5 separate regions of the Sus scrofa genome follow, and all the other regions are linked to region 3. Evidence: chromatin contacts called from public Hi-C data. All regions are on one chromosome and are shown on one strand. The core of a region is the stretch at or near the end of the contact, and the rest is flanking DNA. Distances in the headings are between cores, read along the strand shown. Region 1 holds the start of DDA1 (DET1- and DDB1-associated protein 1). Region 2 holds the start of MYO9B (unconventional myosin-IXb). Region 3 holds the start of OCEL1 (occludin/ELL domain-containing protein 1). Region 4 holds the start of GTPBP3 (tRNA modification GTPase GTPBP3, mitochondrial). Region 5 overlaps MYO9B (unconventional myosin-IXb).

Region 1 (2,700 bases), core at 41-2,540, 68 kb after region 3:
TGTGGAGAGCTGGAGAGCAGGACGACTGGGATTCGGACGGACATGAATATCCCTCACATTGGCCCAGGGGAAGAAATCTGGTATTATACTGGAAAAAGGAGTGGAAGTCAGACCTTGCCCGGTGCTTTTTTACGCTTTTGAATTAGGAAGAATTTCGAACTTAACGCAACAGTCTAGTGACCAATTACCCACAACCCATCCTGCCCCCTCCTGAGATGCAAATCTCAGGCGTCAGATTATTCTGTAAATATTTCAGAAGGCACCTCTTCAAGATAAGGGCTCTTTAATACATATTCACAAAACTTTTCACAGCTGAAAAAAAGTTATCAGTTCTTTTAGTCATTGAAAGTCTAATAAATGTTCACATTTTCACTTGTGTTGTAAAATGTCGTGATTCCCACGGTTCTAGGAAGGCTTGTGGAGAGTTGGGAGGGATATGAACCCAACCACCTGCCCCTTGGGGATGGGCTATGTGACTTTGAGCAAGACCTTAACTCTCTGAGGCTTATCTGGCTTCTACAAAATCAGGTGCTCGTTTCTCCCTTGCTGTGTTGTTGCTGGAGTAATAATACTAACTTCCCCTTAGTAACCTGAGGAGTACTTCCTCAATAAATCCTTGTTCTGTCCAGGCTGTCAGGCTGGTGAGGAGTTGGGAGGTAGATTCGTACGCAGGCAGTTTGGACATAGTGGAGTCAGGGCTGGTAAGAGGGTGGTGAGGGCTATGGGGCCATGAGGAAGCACCCGACTTGGCATTGGGAAGAACACAGGGAAGGCTTCCAGGAAGAGATGGCAGGGTGTGGGAGGGCCGAAGGAAGGAGGGACTAGAGAGGGGTCAGCATAAAAGGTGGACGAATTTGGCTGGAGGGGCCCAGGATATGGGGCCGAGGAGGTGGGACTGAACCCTTGGGGTAATGAGGAGTCACGGGAAGTGTTCGAAGAAGAGTCTGGGTTGTCAGTTCAAAGATAATTCAAGCAGCTAGTGTGGAATAGCTTAGATATGCTGAAACCTAAGATTGGGACCCTGGGGAGGAGGCTGAGAGTGTCATGGTGGGTCCCCACCTCCGGGACCTCCAGGTGCCGCAGACTACAAATTCCAAGAGGCTTTGGGGGCAGCCTCCGCCCACTTCCGGAGTTCGCTGCCCCTCTCTTGCAATTCCCGGGCGGGGTTTTGCTCCCTCAACCGAACTTGACCACGAAGGGAGGAGGCGTGACGTCCAATGGGCGCGTGACTTAGTTAGATCAGGCCAATGGGAGCGCGCAAAGACCTTATAGCCTAGAGGCGGGGCTAGAGGGCGGACCAATGACGGACGGGCGGCCACACCATCAGTGTGGGCTGTGCGGTGGCTGGAAGTTACTGTGCGGCGGCGGCTAAGAAGGCGGCTGTGGTGGCGGCGGCGGCAGCAGAGACGGTGGCTGAGGAGGCGACGGAGGAAACAGAAGATGGTGAGGGTGGCTGCCGGGGCCGTACTCCCCCCTTCTCTTGACAAAATGGCGCCGCGGGCCCACCCACCCCCAGTAATCCCCCTGGCCCCTCACCGTCCTGCCTGGCCCCCTCTAGCCCGGCCCGCCCCTCCCTTTGACCCGTGCCCTTCGACCCCTAGACCCCTGCTGCGAGCTTCCTGCTGACCTCGCCCTGGCTCCATCTCCGACCCCTGACCCACCTAAGCTTTCAGGCCCTGACAAGTCATTCATTTCCGGGTCGCGGTCCCCCCGGAAATAGCCTAGGGGTGGGTATGGGGTCCCCCAAGACCCCCATCTCAGGTCCCGTTCTCCGCGCGGTAGGCCTGGGCTTTTCCAGTTTGAGAGGGCTTAGGAGGCCGGCCTGAGCGTCGGGGCGGGGAAGGGGCTTGATGCCTTGACGTGCGGGGCTTTGTCGCCAAAGGAAGTGCGACATCGCAAACTGCCCCAGTCCCCCGACCCCACCTCCAGATTTCTGCCCTGACCAGCTCTAAGAGGGAGTAACTTCGTCTCTCCAATCACCAGGCCCTACCTCTGTTAAATGGGGGTAGCAATAGTTCAGACCTCATACGATTGCGATAATTTAGGGAACTGACGTCTTAAAGAGCTTGGGATGGTGAACGCTCAACAGATGAGCTGGGTTACTCAGGGATGTTGACATCCCCTCTCAGCTGTCTCCTCATCTTGAAGTTGGGTTAATGCCAGCTCGTGGTTGGGAGGTTAAAATCCCCCCTGGGCCGCTCACTCATCCTGGGATTTGGGTCTGATGGTTCTTTGGGGTTTCCTGTCTCCACCTGTGAAGTGTGACACAGCCTCAGAGTTGGGTTGAAGCCCCCTCCGTTCCCCACACTACTTGACATCTTCAGGGCTGACAGGGGTAATGAAAGCTTTTGTCAGGGCAAGTCAAATCCCATTGGTCCTGGACTCAGGGTCCCAGCCCACAAGCCACAGTCCTTGGGGTGTGGTGGGGGATGGGCAAAAGAAGACTTCTTGTCACAAAGGGTATAGGAAACTGATAAGTGCATTCCTAGCACGTGGATCCCCAAGCCTGGGTGTTGTCCTTGATTCCTTGCTGCAGCCTCATTGCCCACGCCCAGACCATAGTGGGTTTTGTTGGCTCTGCCTCCAGAATGAATTCTAATTTTGTCCTTGGCTCCCCACCCTGGTCCAGGCACCTCTACCTCTCACCTGAACACCTGCTGCAGCCTCCTCCCTGGTCTCCTTCTCTCCATCCAGCCCCAC
Region 2 (2,700 bases), core at 80-2,579, 120 kb before region 3:
GAAGCAACTTTAACAAATGCTGGCTGGGTGCCACCTGCTCTGCTCCTTCCTTGGAATCCTCCCAACCCTAAAAATACCTAACAGTTGACCTGCTTTATCTTCATTTTCCAGACAAGGACTGTAGGTTTATACAGGTCATATAAACTTTGTGCCTGTTTTTTCAGGCTTTGCCTCCTTGAAATATTCTTGCTTTCAATCGATTCAAGAATTAGGGCGATTTTGCTTCTAGCATCCAGCTGGTCTAGGGGCTAGGATTCCTGATTTTCACCCAGGCTGCCCAAGTTCAATTCCTGAGCAGTTAAGATCTAACTTCAAGTCATTAGTCACTCCTGTCTCTCCGAGATCAGGTGGAGGAAACAAAAGTGATTTCACATGGCCTACTCAATTTTAATTCACACAGGCACAAAAGACATTGTGGAATGAACAAATAAACACAGCCCAGGAATCATGCCTGGCACCAGGGAAATGTTACCTAACCCTAACCCTTGCTCTTGCTGTGTGGGCCTGAGCAAATGACCTTCCCTCCCTAAAACTCCATCATCTCCTTTGTCCACTGCAAAATGATAATTGTAATAACAAAGGACCACTTTTAGGGTCCAGTCACTGTTTTAAACGCTTTGAAACCACCCACTAAGCCTACAAGGTTGAGCGGTAGCGTCATCAGCCCGCGGAGGAAAGCGAGGCAAAGAAGTTTAAGCCACTCGCCAGAGATGACCCAGGATCTAGCAGGCTTGACCAGGGACTCGAACTCAACCTCTGGTCCTGAGCCCACGCTGCAGGGCATGCGCATGGGCTGCATCCCACCTCCCAGAACCTACGCATCCTCCATGGTTCTCGGACGGGTCAGATCCGGACTCTCCCCGAGGACCCTCGCTCCCCAACTCTGCTGCCCTTCTGTCCCTAGCGCTCGACCATGGCCCTCCACTGGCACCCACAAATCCAGACCCGCAGCATCTCAACTCACCCAGCGCCACGCCCCGAGGTATCCGCCATTTTCCCGCCTTCAACTCAAAGGCCTGCTCTTCAAGTCCGCGCCCGCGCCCCCGCCCCCACCTCGACCAGGCCACATTGAGACGCCTCAGGAGGGGTTGCCGCGGGCCGTGATGAGTGTGGCTGTAGGCAGAGCGGGCGACTCCTCCGCGTGCGCCTCTCTGCCTTCCCCTCACACTTGGTTTCGCCCACCAGTGGCAGGGGGCGGTGGCATGGGCCGGTGGCAGGGGCCGGGTCGGAAGTGATGGGCGTGGTTTAGGGGTCCCCGCCCCCTAGCGCGCTGGCGTCACGCCCCCCGGACCCCGCCCCTCCGGAACCCGGAAGCGGGAGCGCGCGGGGGAGCCGCGGGCGCGGCGGGGCGGAGCGGCCCGAGGAGCAGCGGGCTGGCTGCCGGGCGGGGATCCGGCCCGGGACCGGCGGCGCGCGGCGGCCGAGGCCCAGGTGAGTGCCGGGCGGCCGCGGGTTGAGTGTTCGATCTTGAAGCTCTCATCGGCGGGCTGCCTTGTGGAGGGACGGATCTGAGGGTTATTGGGGGGGCGCGAAGGCAGGGGTCTAGGGGGCGGGAACGAGCGTGGGTGTCGCGGAGGGTTTGCAGGAGACGGAGTGGGAATGGGAGGATGAAGGAAAGTTGATGTGATGAGTCTGGTGAAGGAGTTTTTGGGCGGGTGTGGAGGCAGATCTTGTGGCTTTGAGCAGCTTCTCTGTGGAGGACGTGGCTTAAGTGGTAGTTGGAGGGTCGCAGGAAATGGGGCTGGGAGGGGGAGAGGCAAAGAGGCGGGGTTGAGAGGCCCAAGCTGGGGGTTGAGAGGAGCGAGGCCGCTGGGGGAACAGTCGGGGTGCGATTGGGAGGGAAGGGGTGCAGGACGGCCTGGGGGCGTCTTCCTGCGGTTGAAGAGGTAGAGGAATAGTGCCTGAGGGAGGGCAGTGCCTAGGACTCAGTGGTTGCTCAATAAACGCGAGGGGTTCTGAACCCAGTGGTACGGTGGCTGGCCGAATTGGTAAGAGGAGAAATGGGGGAGGGGAGGAGAGGCAGAAGCGGGGGTAGAAGTCAAGGCAAGAAACAGCTGAGGTCCGGTCCAGGGAGCGCCTGGGGAGGAGGGGAGGAAGGAAAAGACTAAAGGAAATGAAAGGACTAAAGTGGCCCGGTTCCGATGTTGGGGTGCAGCCCATGGAGATTCGAGGGCCTTCCTGTCCCCCTCTTGATTCATCTTATTCCTGACTTTGCCCCCAACTGCTGGGTGAGCCAGGCTAGTCCCAGCGCCTTCTGGGTGGTATTCAGGACTTGAAAACCCAACACTCTCCTCCTAAGACAGGGCTGGCCAGAGCCCGGGGGTTCTAGAGAGCAAGGAAGGTGCTATTGGGCCCGCTATGGGACCGGAACTGGGTTTCAGCGGGGAGGGGGGTGGGTGTGCACAGAACCCGCATGTGCTAAGCTGTCACCACCTCCTCCGAGTTGCATCCTTGGACTTAAATGGGTAAAACGACATACAGGAAATCTGTCCCCCAGCGGCTCTGAGCTTGCTCAGCCTGGGAGAGGCATAGCAGCCAGCAGGCGCCCTGTAGGCCAGGGGTCTTTAAGGGAAAGCCTCTCCTGTACCTCTTTGTCTGAGGTGGGAGCTGGTGGGAAGATTGTGCCTTACACTTGGTGGGTACCCGCTCCTTTCTTCCTGAGGTATATTCTGGTCTTGGAGTCTCCAGACTCTTTAGGCA
Region 3 (2,700 bases), core at 38-2,537:
AACCAGCTGATTAGAACATCAGTAGCACAGCCTCACTGAAGAGCCACTTGACAGTATTTTCTTTCTTTCTTTCTTTCTTTTTTTTGATGGAAGTTACCAGGCTAGGGGTTGAAGCAGAGCTGTAGCTGCTGGACTACACCACACCATAGCAATGCCAGATCCAAGCCACGTCTGTGATCTACAGCACAGCTCATGGCAACATCAGATCCTTAACACGCTGAATAAGGCCAGGGATACAATATCTTTCCAAATTATAATACCCAGGTCCCTTTGCCCAGGCAATTTCACTTCTAGGCATTTATCCTACACAATCTTCCATAATTGGCCAAAGAAATGTGCACTGAAATATTCTTTCTACATATTGTCTGTAGTAGTGAGGAACATTTATTTGTTACTGAATTAAGATATATCCAGAAGGAGACACTATTAACTGCTGCCTCAAGGGATAAAGATGGGTGAGAGTAGTTCCCTTTGTGATTCAGCGATAATGAACCTGACTAGTATCCATGACGACGTGGGTTCCATCCGTGGCATTGCTCAGTGGGTTAGGGATCTGGTGTTGCCACAAGCTGTGGTGTAGGTTACAGATGAGGCTTGGACCTGGTGTTGCTGTGGCTGTGGTGTAGGCCAGCAGCTTCAGCTAGGATTCAACCCCTAGCCTGAGAACTGCCATATGCCACGGATGCAGCCCTGAAAAGACAAAAAAAATTAAGATGGGTGAGAAATTCGCTTTGCCCTAAGCATCTTTTCTACTTGAATTTTCTTATCTTTTTTGTCTTTTTAGGTACACACCCTCAGCATATGGAAGTTCCCAGGCTAGAGGTCGAATTGGTAGTTGCAGCTGCTGGCCTACACCACAGCCACAGCAATGCAGGACGGGAGGCGCCTCCTGTACCTAACACCGTAGCTCACGGCGACACCAGAGCTTTAACCCCCTGAGCATGGCCAGGGATCGAACCCATATTCTCAAGAATACTAGTCGGATTCTTAAGCCACTGAGCCACAATGGGAACTCCCCTATTTAAATTTTCTATGCAAGCTTCCAGTGATTATTTAAAGAAATAGTTTTAAAATATAATCACTGAGTAAATAGATAATTGCAAATTCTCCAAAACCACCAGTTTTTCAGACAAATAAACTGGAGGTCAGAGAGAGGGAGTCTGGCCCCAAATACACAGCAGGCAGTGGTCTCCGTTGGACTTGAACCTGAGTTTCAAGGGTGTGGGTCAACGTCCCCGTTCGACAGGCCCCGCCCCCTCACCGCCAGCCACACCCTGTACCGCCAGGCCCCGCCCCCGCCCTGCTGATCAACCGAGCCAGTTCAGTCCAGCCGGTAGTTAATGCACAACACGGACTCTAGCGCCTGTTCGGGAGCGGACCCAGACTCGGAGCCCCGGACACTGGGACAGGTGACCAGGGGAGGGAGTAGTTCCTACAGCCTGCAGTCGGGCCGGAGATCCCGAAGGTTTTGTTCCGCGCGAGGTCCTTGAGCTTCGCACACTCCTGCGGGAGAGGTTATGGCAATGGCAGCGCCGGGGTTAATAGAGCCAAACCTGGGCTGGGCGGTGACGTAACGGATCATTTGCATAGCGCTCTTCCGGGTTACGCACTCGGCGGAGGGGGTTTATGCAAATGAGGGCGGAGCTGGAGAACGTGCTAGCGGATGGAGAGTTTGGTGCGCCAAGATCCACCTCCTGTCTGTCCTTGCTATTTCACGGTCCTCCATGCGCGTCCTCTTCCGTGTCCACAGGCCGCGCGTCGACCGCCCCCGCCACGCGGGAGCCACGACTCTCCCCGAAGGACCCACTCACCGGCCCGGGGGCGCCCGAGCGGCGCCGCCCGGAAGCCGATGCCCACTCGGGAGCCCCTCCACACCTGCGGCTCCCGGGGAAACCTGCAGACCCACCCGCCTGGCCCTGGTCCCCCGGTGAGTCTGAATGGGAGGCGAGCCCACAGGCTGGACCTAGGCATAAGGATTCATTCCCCCCTGTTTAAGGGATCTCAGCTTCCCGATACCCTCATTAACTCCAAATCGTGATTCCTGCGGCGTCTTCAGCGACCGGTGCCTGGAAGCCTCAAACCCAGCGCGCCTCGCCCTCTGTGCCAGCCCCAGCCCGGAGCACACAGAACAAGGCCCAGGAAGATTGTATTTGAGGATGAGCTGCCCCTGGGCACCAAGAAGTCTATTAGAGCCGTCCCCAAGGAACAAATGCCTAGGCTCCACCCAGTTCCTGACTATGAGCTGTGAGTGTCTCTGCTGTGGTTCCTGATGCCTGGGAACAGGGAAGGAGTACTGAGGTTGGGGAGGGTGGTTGTTTTTTTTGTTGTTGTTTGTTAGTTCGTTTTCTTTTTTAGGGCTGCACCAGCAGCATATGGAAGATCCCAGGCTAGGGGTCAAATCGGAGCTGCAGCTGCCAGCCTACACCACAGGCACAGCAATGCCAGATCCGAGCCGCATCTGCGACCTATGCAGCAGCTTGCAGCTACTCGGGATCCTTAACCCACTGAGCAAGGTCAGGAATGGAACCCATGTCCTCATGGATAGTAGTGATATTACTTTTTTTTTTTTTTTTTTTTTTTTGCTTTTTGGGGACACATGTGTGGCATATGGAAGTTCCCAAGCTAGGGGTGGAATTGGAGCTACAGCTGCTGACCTACATCAGCTACGTGGAATCTGAGCCACCTCAGCAATGCCAGATC
Region 4 (2,700 bases), core at 96-2,595, 90 kb after region 3:
CTGGCCTCGCTCAGTGGGTTAAGGATCCGGCGCTGAGGTGAGCTGTGATGTAGGTCGCAGAGGTGGCTTGGATCTGGCGTTGCTGTGGGTGTGGCATAGCCTGGCAGCTGTAACTCCGATTCGACACCTAGCCCAGGAATCTCCATATGCCGCGGGTGCGGCCCTAAAAAGCAACAACAACAATAATAATATTACAGTCCTCCTAGTTAAATGTGAATTTCGGATAAATGAATAAATTTTCAGTATGTCCCAAGTATTGCATGGGATATAGTTACACTAAAACGTTACTCATTGTTTATCTGAAATTCACATTTAACTGAGTGCCCTGTATTTTGCCTGTCACTTGGACCTCCCGACCACCCTGAATGGCCTCCTCCATTAGACTGAAAAGCCAGCGCGCGCAGAGTCCCAGGCAAATTCTGTTCTCACACAGTAGGCACTTGATGTATACTTTCGACAGACAGAACTCGGAGACGGCGAATGTCATCGTTTGCCCTTCTTTACAAATGAAAAAATTGAGCAGAGCGAGGCATGGGGTCTTTAGACCTGTATCCTGTTCGTCTTCCCAAAGTATATGAGCGCCGCCCTCCCGCTCCGTCCTAGAACCAGAGAATTAGTCGTGCGAAAGCGTCCTGCTGAGATCCCACCCGTCCGGTGCCTGGAATTCCACCATCTGCGCTTTATTCCATCAGCCGCCGCTGTCCTGGGTTAACCTGAAAGTAATCTCTGAGACTCCCCTCTGGCTTTCGGGGAGCCATAGACCAACCGAACACTCAACTCTGCAGCAGCAGACCTGGGCCAGAGTAGCCCAGAGGGGCGAGAGGACTGTGCTGGGGGTTCTAGGGAAGCTTCCTGGCAAAGGGGACCTTGGAGCTAGGCACTGAGGCTGAGCTTGTCAGAGGAAGAAGGGTATACGAGGCCATGGAGACAGCGGGAGGAAATCTAGGGAGGGGTGAGAACTGTAGAGTTCCGAGAAAACTAGAAATCTTCCCAGAAGTATGGACAAGATTTTCCCAGGGTCAGTGCATAGGTTCCCCGGAATTCTCTCCCGGTCACTGAGATGCTCTTGCTTCGCCTAAGGCTATGTAGTGGCCAAACGGGACTCAAATCCTTTCTTCTCCATAATTCCCACCGCCCTAAGCCAAGCCCTGTTCTTACCCCCACCCTCTTTTCCGGTATCTCAGATCCCTGCTGCTCTAGGATCCCAAAAATTCTGTCTAATGTTGCAGGGGGAACACCATTTAGCTGCACCCGGAGTGCTAGCACCCTGTCCTTTCCTGGAATCAGCCAATAGAAGCTAAGATCTTCAGTGGGTGGGCGGTACGTCTTCTACGGGGCCCAATGGTAACCGAGAATTGTTGAGCCCTTTACGGATCACGCCGCGAGGTGGGCGGGGCTAGCCCCGGCTGGGCGCTGCCAAGGCTGGTCGCTGATTGTGAATCCATGTGGCGGGTACTATGGACCCTGGTAGCCCGGGCGGCACGTGGGCCTCTCAGGTGGGGCTTCTCACTTGGGGGAGGGGGTGTGACGGCGTAGGGCGCTGCTTGGGGCCCAGATCCTCTCCCTAGGATCTGGAGGTCCAGTTCCCTTTGGCAGAGCCGTATTTTTGGTCTTCTTCCAAGGCTCTGTCCATCCCCCTGCCGCAGAGCCCACATGTGGATCAACTTCTCTCAGACATCTCTATTCAGTCATCTTACGGCCTCAAACCTTCCAATCTTTTCATCCCCCCGGCCGCAGAACTTACACTTGGGGCATCTCCTGACCATCTAGCCTTCGATCCACCTGCCACTCTGGCGGCAGAGTTTCTCAGAACACTGACTCTCCTCCTCTTCCAGTTCCAGGCCGTGCCCGCGCCAGAGCAGTGGCGCCCCGGCCCTGGGTCCCGGGTCCACTATCTTCGCACTGAGCTCTGGCCAAGGCCGCTGCGGCATCGCTGTCATTAGAACCAGCGGCCCAGCCAGCGGGCACGCCCTCCGGAGCCTTACGGCGCCCCGGGACTTACCCCCGGCCCGCAAAGCCTGCCTGCGCCTCCTCAGCGACCCCTGCTCTGGGGAGCCTTTGGACCGCGCGCTGGTGCTTTGGTTTCCAGGTGAGGGACTTCAGATCTGCAACCTCATATAGCTTCTATGACCCAACTTCCTCCTTCCGGACTTTTACCCAGGTGGTATCCTCCTGACACCTATCTCCTCACCATACTAGGTCCCCAGAGTTTCACCGGTGAGGATTGCGCGGAGTTCCATGTGCATGGAGGCCCAGCTGTGGTGAGTGGTGTCCTGCAGGCCCTGGGTGAGTCTGCAGCCTTGGGTTTAAGGTGTGGCTATATACCAGTGGGCCTGGATAGGAACCAAAAGGGGCTTAGGACCCTGAACCTTCCTGCAGGCAGTGTGCCAGGGCTGCGGCCAGCAGAGGCAGGCGAGTTCACCAGGAGGGCATTCGCCCATGGGAAGCTGAGCCTGACTGAGGTAGAGGGGCTGGCAGATCTGATCCATGCAGAAACTGAGGCGCAGCGGCGGCAGGCCTTGAGGCAGCTGGACGGGGAGCTGGGCCACCTCTGCCAAGGCTGGGCAGAGACCCTCACTAGGGCAAGTACACCATTTGCTCATCACTTGCCTGTCTAACCTGCATGAGAGCTTCCTGTGAGCCCAGTCGGGCACCTTGGGCCGGGCCAGACCTGGGCACACTGGGGGGTGGGTTCCTGGG
Region 5 (2,700 bases), core at 110-2,609, 73 kb before region 3:
AAGCTGTGGTGTAGGTTGCAGACATGGCTTGAATCCCAAGTTGCTGTGGCTGTGGTGTAGGCCCACAGCCACAGCTCTGATTCGATCCCTACCTAGCCTGAGAACTTCCATATGCTGCAGCTGTGGCCCTAAAAATAAAAGGAAAAAAAAAATCTTTTGCAGGGAGTTCCCTGTTGGCTCAGCAGGTTAAAGACCTGGTGTTGGAGTTCCCATCGTGGCACAAAGGAAACAAATACAACTAGGAACCATGAGGTTGAGGGTTCAATCCCTGGCCTGGCTCAGTGGGTTAAGGACCCGGCATTGCTGTGAGCTATGGTGTAGATCGCAGATGTGGCTCGGATCTGGCGTTGCTGTGGCTGTGGCGTAGGCCGGTGGCTACAGCTCCGATTCTACCCCTAGCCTGGGAACCTCCATATACTGCGGGTGTGGCCCTAAAAAGACAAACAAACAAAAAAGACCTGGGGTTGTCACTCCTGTGTCACAGGTTCAGTCTCTGGTCAGGGAACTTTTGCAGGCCACGGGTGTGGCCAAGAAAATTTTAAAAGGTAAAAGAAAGAACTTTTTGTGTGTGTGTCTTTTTAGGGCTGCACCTGCGGCATGTGGAAGTTCCCAGGCTAGGGGTAGAATCGGAGCTGTTACAGCAACGCCAGATCCAAGCCACGTCTGCAACCTAAGACACAGCTGATGGCAATGCCAGATCGCTGACCCACTAAGCAATGCCAGGGATCGAACCTGCATCTTCATGGGTAATAGTCAGATTTGTTTCCGCTGAGTCAGGACGGTAACTCCAGAAAAAACTTTTTTCAGTCTCCCAAAAGAACCTCAAAGGCAGAGGCAATTGGAAGAGAGTCAGACATCCCTCAGTGCTCTTGGCATCTTTGGCAGAGTGGGGGAGCCACCTGGGGGGTATCAGAAGAGGAAAGTGCTTCTTTGTTCATTTTACCTAGAAACCCTAACTGGGGGCGGAGGTGAATTATAGGGTCATCTCTTTATGGTTTTTTCCTTTTGCTGGGTAAACTTGTAGTGTGGCTCTGTATCTTTTTTTCCAAAGCATGTAACTTGTATTAGAAACATGTCTTTTATATTAAAAAAAAAAAAAAAAAAAAAAAGGCGGGAGGAACATTTCTGAGCAAGCCAGAGGCCCTTCCCAAATAACACTTTGCCAGGGCTGTGGCTTTTCTGTGTGTGATGAGAAGACAGCACGAGCACGTGGCCTCCCCGCCCCAGTGCCAGATCACATCACACCGCTGCTGGCACCGGTGTCCCACTTCCTCCTCTCCCATCCATCCTCAGCTCCACATGACCCACCAGCCACACCAGCCACCCTGGAGCTTGGAGGCCACACACACCCCTGGCTACACAATAGCTCTCCTCGCTTCGCTTCAAGCGCCAGGCCAGCATTTCCTCTCCTCCGACGGACGGACGTATAATAGCACCAACCGGATATTTTTAGATCAGCTTTGAAAAGTCTCAGTGTGTGGAGACCGCATACCAGACGCATGAGGTCACTGGGCCCCCGCGCTGGTAATCGCAGAACCAGAGAGCTGGTGGGCTCTCACATCCCAAAGACATTCCCTCTTGTCCCCAGGATCCCAGGCCAGGCTATTGCTTTAGAAATCGCCACAGCGGCTTGTCCTGAATTCGGAAGGAACCGCTATGGTTCTTCCGGATGTGAACATGCATTTCTGGGGTGTCTCCACGGCAGGCCTGGAACCCCAGGCACTTCAGGGACTGAGCACTGGCCCCTGGAGAGAGCCCGCATTGGGTGGGACGTCCCTTCACCATCTGTTTGTAGTTAGGACAGCCAGGACTTCACATGCTCGTTTGTGGGTGCTCCTTTTATCACAGAGCAGTCCTGCCCTCAGCTCAGCCATCACCCTGCAGGATCTGGAAGGAAAGGAGGAGACAGATCTGCTGTCTGCTTTTCCCAGTGCAGCAGCTCAAGAGCCAGAAGCTAGCTTCACCCCAGAAGCTAAAACTAGCAAAAGTAGGAGATTAAACCTGAAAGGAGTTCCCGTTGTGGCTCAGTGGGTTAAGGATCTAGTGTTGCCTCATGCTGCAGCGTAGGTTGCAGATATGGCTGGGATCTGGCCTTGCTGTGGCTGTGGTGTAGGCCTCAGCTGCAGCTCCAATTCAACCCCTAGCCCAGGAACTTCCATATGCCACAGGTACGGCCATAAAAAGAAAAAGGAAACCTGGAAAGACAGTTTTCTTCCCCCAGGGTACCCCTCAGCGCCTGCAACTCACATGGGGGCCCTCATTATAGGAGGGGGCCCAAGACCACCCAACCCTGCAAATCCCTCTTACCCCTGTCTGTACATTAGCAGAGCTTCTCAAGCCTGGCAATTTGGCTATCACTGGGGACATTTGGGGTTGTCAAAGATGCCACTGGCATCTGGTGGGTTGAGGCCAGGGATGCTGCTCAAAACCCTGCAGTGCCAAGAACGGCCCCTCCCCAGAGATTGATCCGACCCCAAGTAGCAGCTGTGCTGAGGCCGGGAACCCTGCACCAGGTTCCCCAGACACTTGGGAGAGCAGGGCAGACTGAGGCCCAGCCCCCAGCAGCTGGCCAGTATCTCAGTCACACCAGGTCCTGGTGAAGAAGAGGGAGTGTGGGCTCAAGTCTGGGTTCTGTCTCCATAAGGCCATGTGGAGACACCGCACCCCCCCTGGAAGGTACGCCCTTTTGCAGTTGGGCCG

Evidence for each region. Hi-C and Micro-C count contacts between places; a contact is called where the count stands out from the background.
Region 1: a Hi-C map of liver shows a contact between it and region 3, with 7 times the contacts expected there. The contact joins the promoter of DDA1 here to the promoter of OCEL1 in region 3. A contact is called at or near these places in 6 of 47 Hi-C or Micro-C datasets (embryonic fibroblasts, fetal liver, heart right ventricle and 2 more) and 1 of 2 datasets of contacts at active chromatin or transcription factors (alveolar macrophages).
Region 2: a contact with region 3 is called in a Hi-C map of liver, with 2.8 times the contacts expected there. The contact joins the promoter of MYO9B here to the promoter of OCEL1 in region 3. A contact is called at or near these places in 3 of 5 promoter capture datasets (fetal liver, fetal skeletal muscle and liver), 17 of 47 Hi-C or Micro-C datasets (adipose tissue, alveolar macrophages, blood and 9 more) and 2 of 2 datasets of contacts at active chromatin or transcription factors (alveolar macrophages and skeletal muscle).
Region 4: a Hi-C map of liver shows a contact between it and region 3, with 3 times the contacts expected there. The contact joins the promoter of GTPBP3 here to the promoter of OCEL1 in region 3. A contact is called at or near these places in 3 of 47 Hi-C or Micro-C datasets (heart right ventricle, liver and skeletal muscle) and 1 of 2 datasets of contacts at active chromatin or transcription factors (alveolar macrophages).
Region 5: a Hi-C map of skeletal muscle shows a contact between it and region 3, with 7 times the contacts expected there. The contact joins the enhancer-like site here to the promoter of OCEL1 in region 3. A contact is called at or near these places in 4 of 47 Hi-C or Micro-C datasets (heart right ventricle, liver and skeletal muscle) and 1 of 2 datasets of contacts at active chromatin or transcription factors (alveolar macrophages).

What each region holds. Positions count from the first base shown.
Region 1 is chr2:60,375,576-60,378,275 of Sscrofa11.1, reverse strand. DDA1 (DET1- and DDB1-associated protein 1) reads left to right here and starts at 1,290. Exons shown (of 5, transcript XM_021083567.1): 1 at 1,290-1,443. The coding sequence starts at 1,441. MRPL34 (39S ribosomal protein L34, mitochondrial) reads left to right here. Exons shown (of 2, transcript XM_021083568.1): 2 at 1-372.
Region 2 is chr2:60,566,108-60,568,807 of Sscrofa11.1, reverse strand. It overlaps MYO9B (unconventional myosin-IXb), which reads left to right and starts at 1,329. Exons shown (of 42, transcript XM_021083575.1): 1 at 1,329-1,431. It overlaps HAUS8 (HAUS augmin-like complex subunit 8), which reads right to left and starts at 1,233. Exons shown (of 11, transcript XM_021083576.1): 1 at 965-1,233. The coding sequence starts at 993.
Region 3 is chr2:60,443,603-60,446,302 of Sscrofa11.1, reverse strand. OCEL1 (occludin/ELL domain-containing protein 1) reads left to right here and starts at 1,287. Exons shown (of 6, transcript XM_003123490.4): 1 at 1,287-1,409; 2 at 1,751-1,927; 3 at 2,057-2,244. The coding sequence starts at 1,341.
Region 4 is chr2:60,354,048-60,356,747 of Sscrofa11.1, reverse strand. GTPBP3 (tRNA modification GTPase GTPBP3, mitochondrial) reads left to right here and starts at 1,345. Exons shown (of 8, transcript XM_021083561.1): 1 at 1,345-1,496; 2 at 1,836-2,089; 3 at 2,200-2,582. The coding sequence starts at 1,444.
Region 5 is chr2:60,516,375-60,519,074 of Sscrofa11.1, reverse strand. The region is part of intron 3 of MYO9B (unconventional myosin-IXb); the gene reads left to right. Among named protein-coding and RNA genes, the nearest start is that of MYO9B, 50 kb to the left of the region's middle. Within about 2 kb of position 1,359, at least 35 of the 83 cell types and tissues checked have an H3K27ac peak or open chromatin away from gene starts, as enhancers often do. A contact at or near this core is called in alveolar macrophages and skeletal muscle, where this site is marked.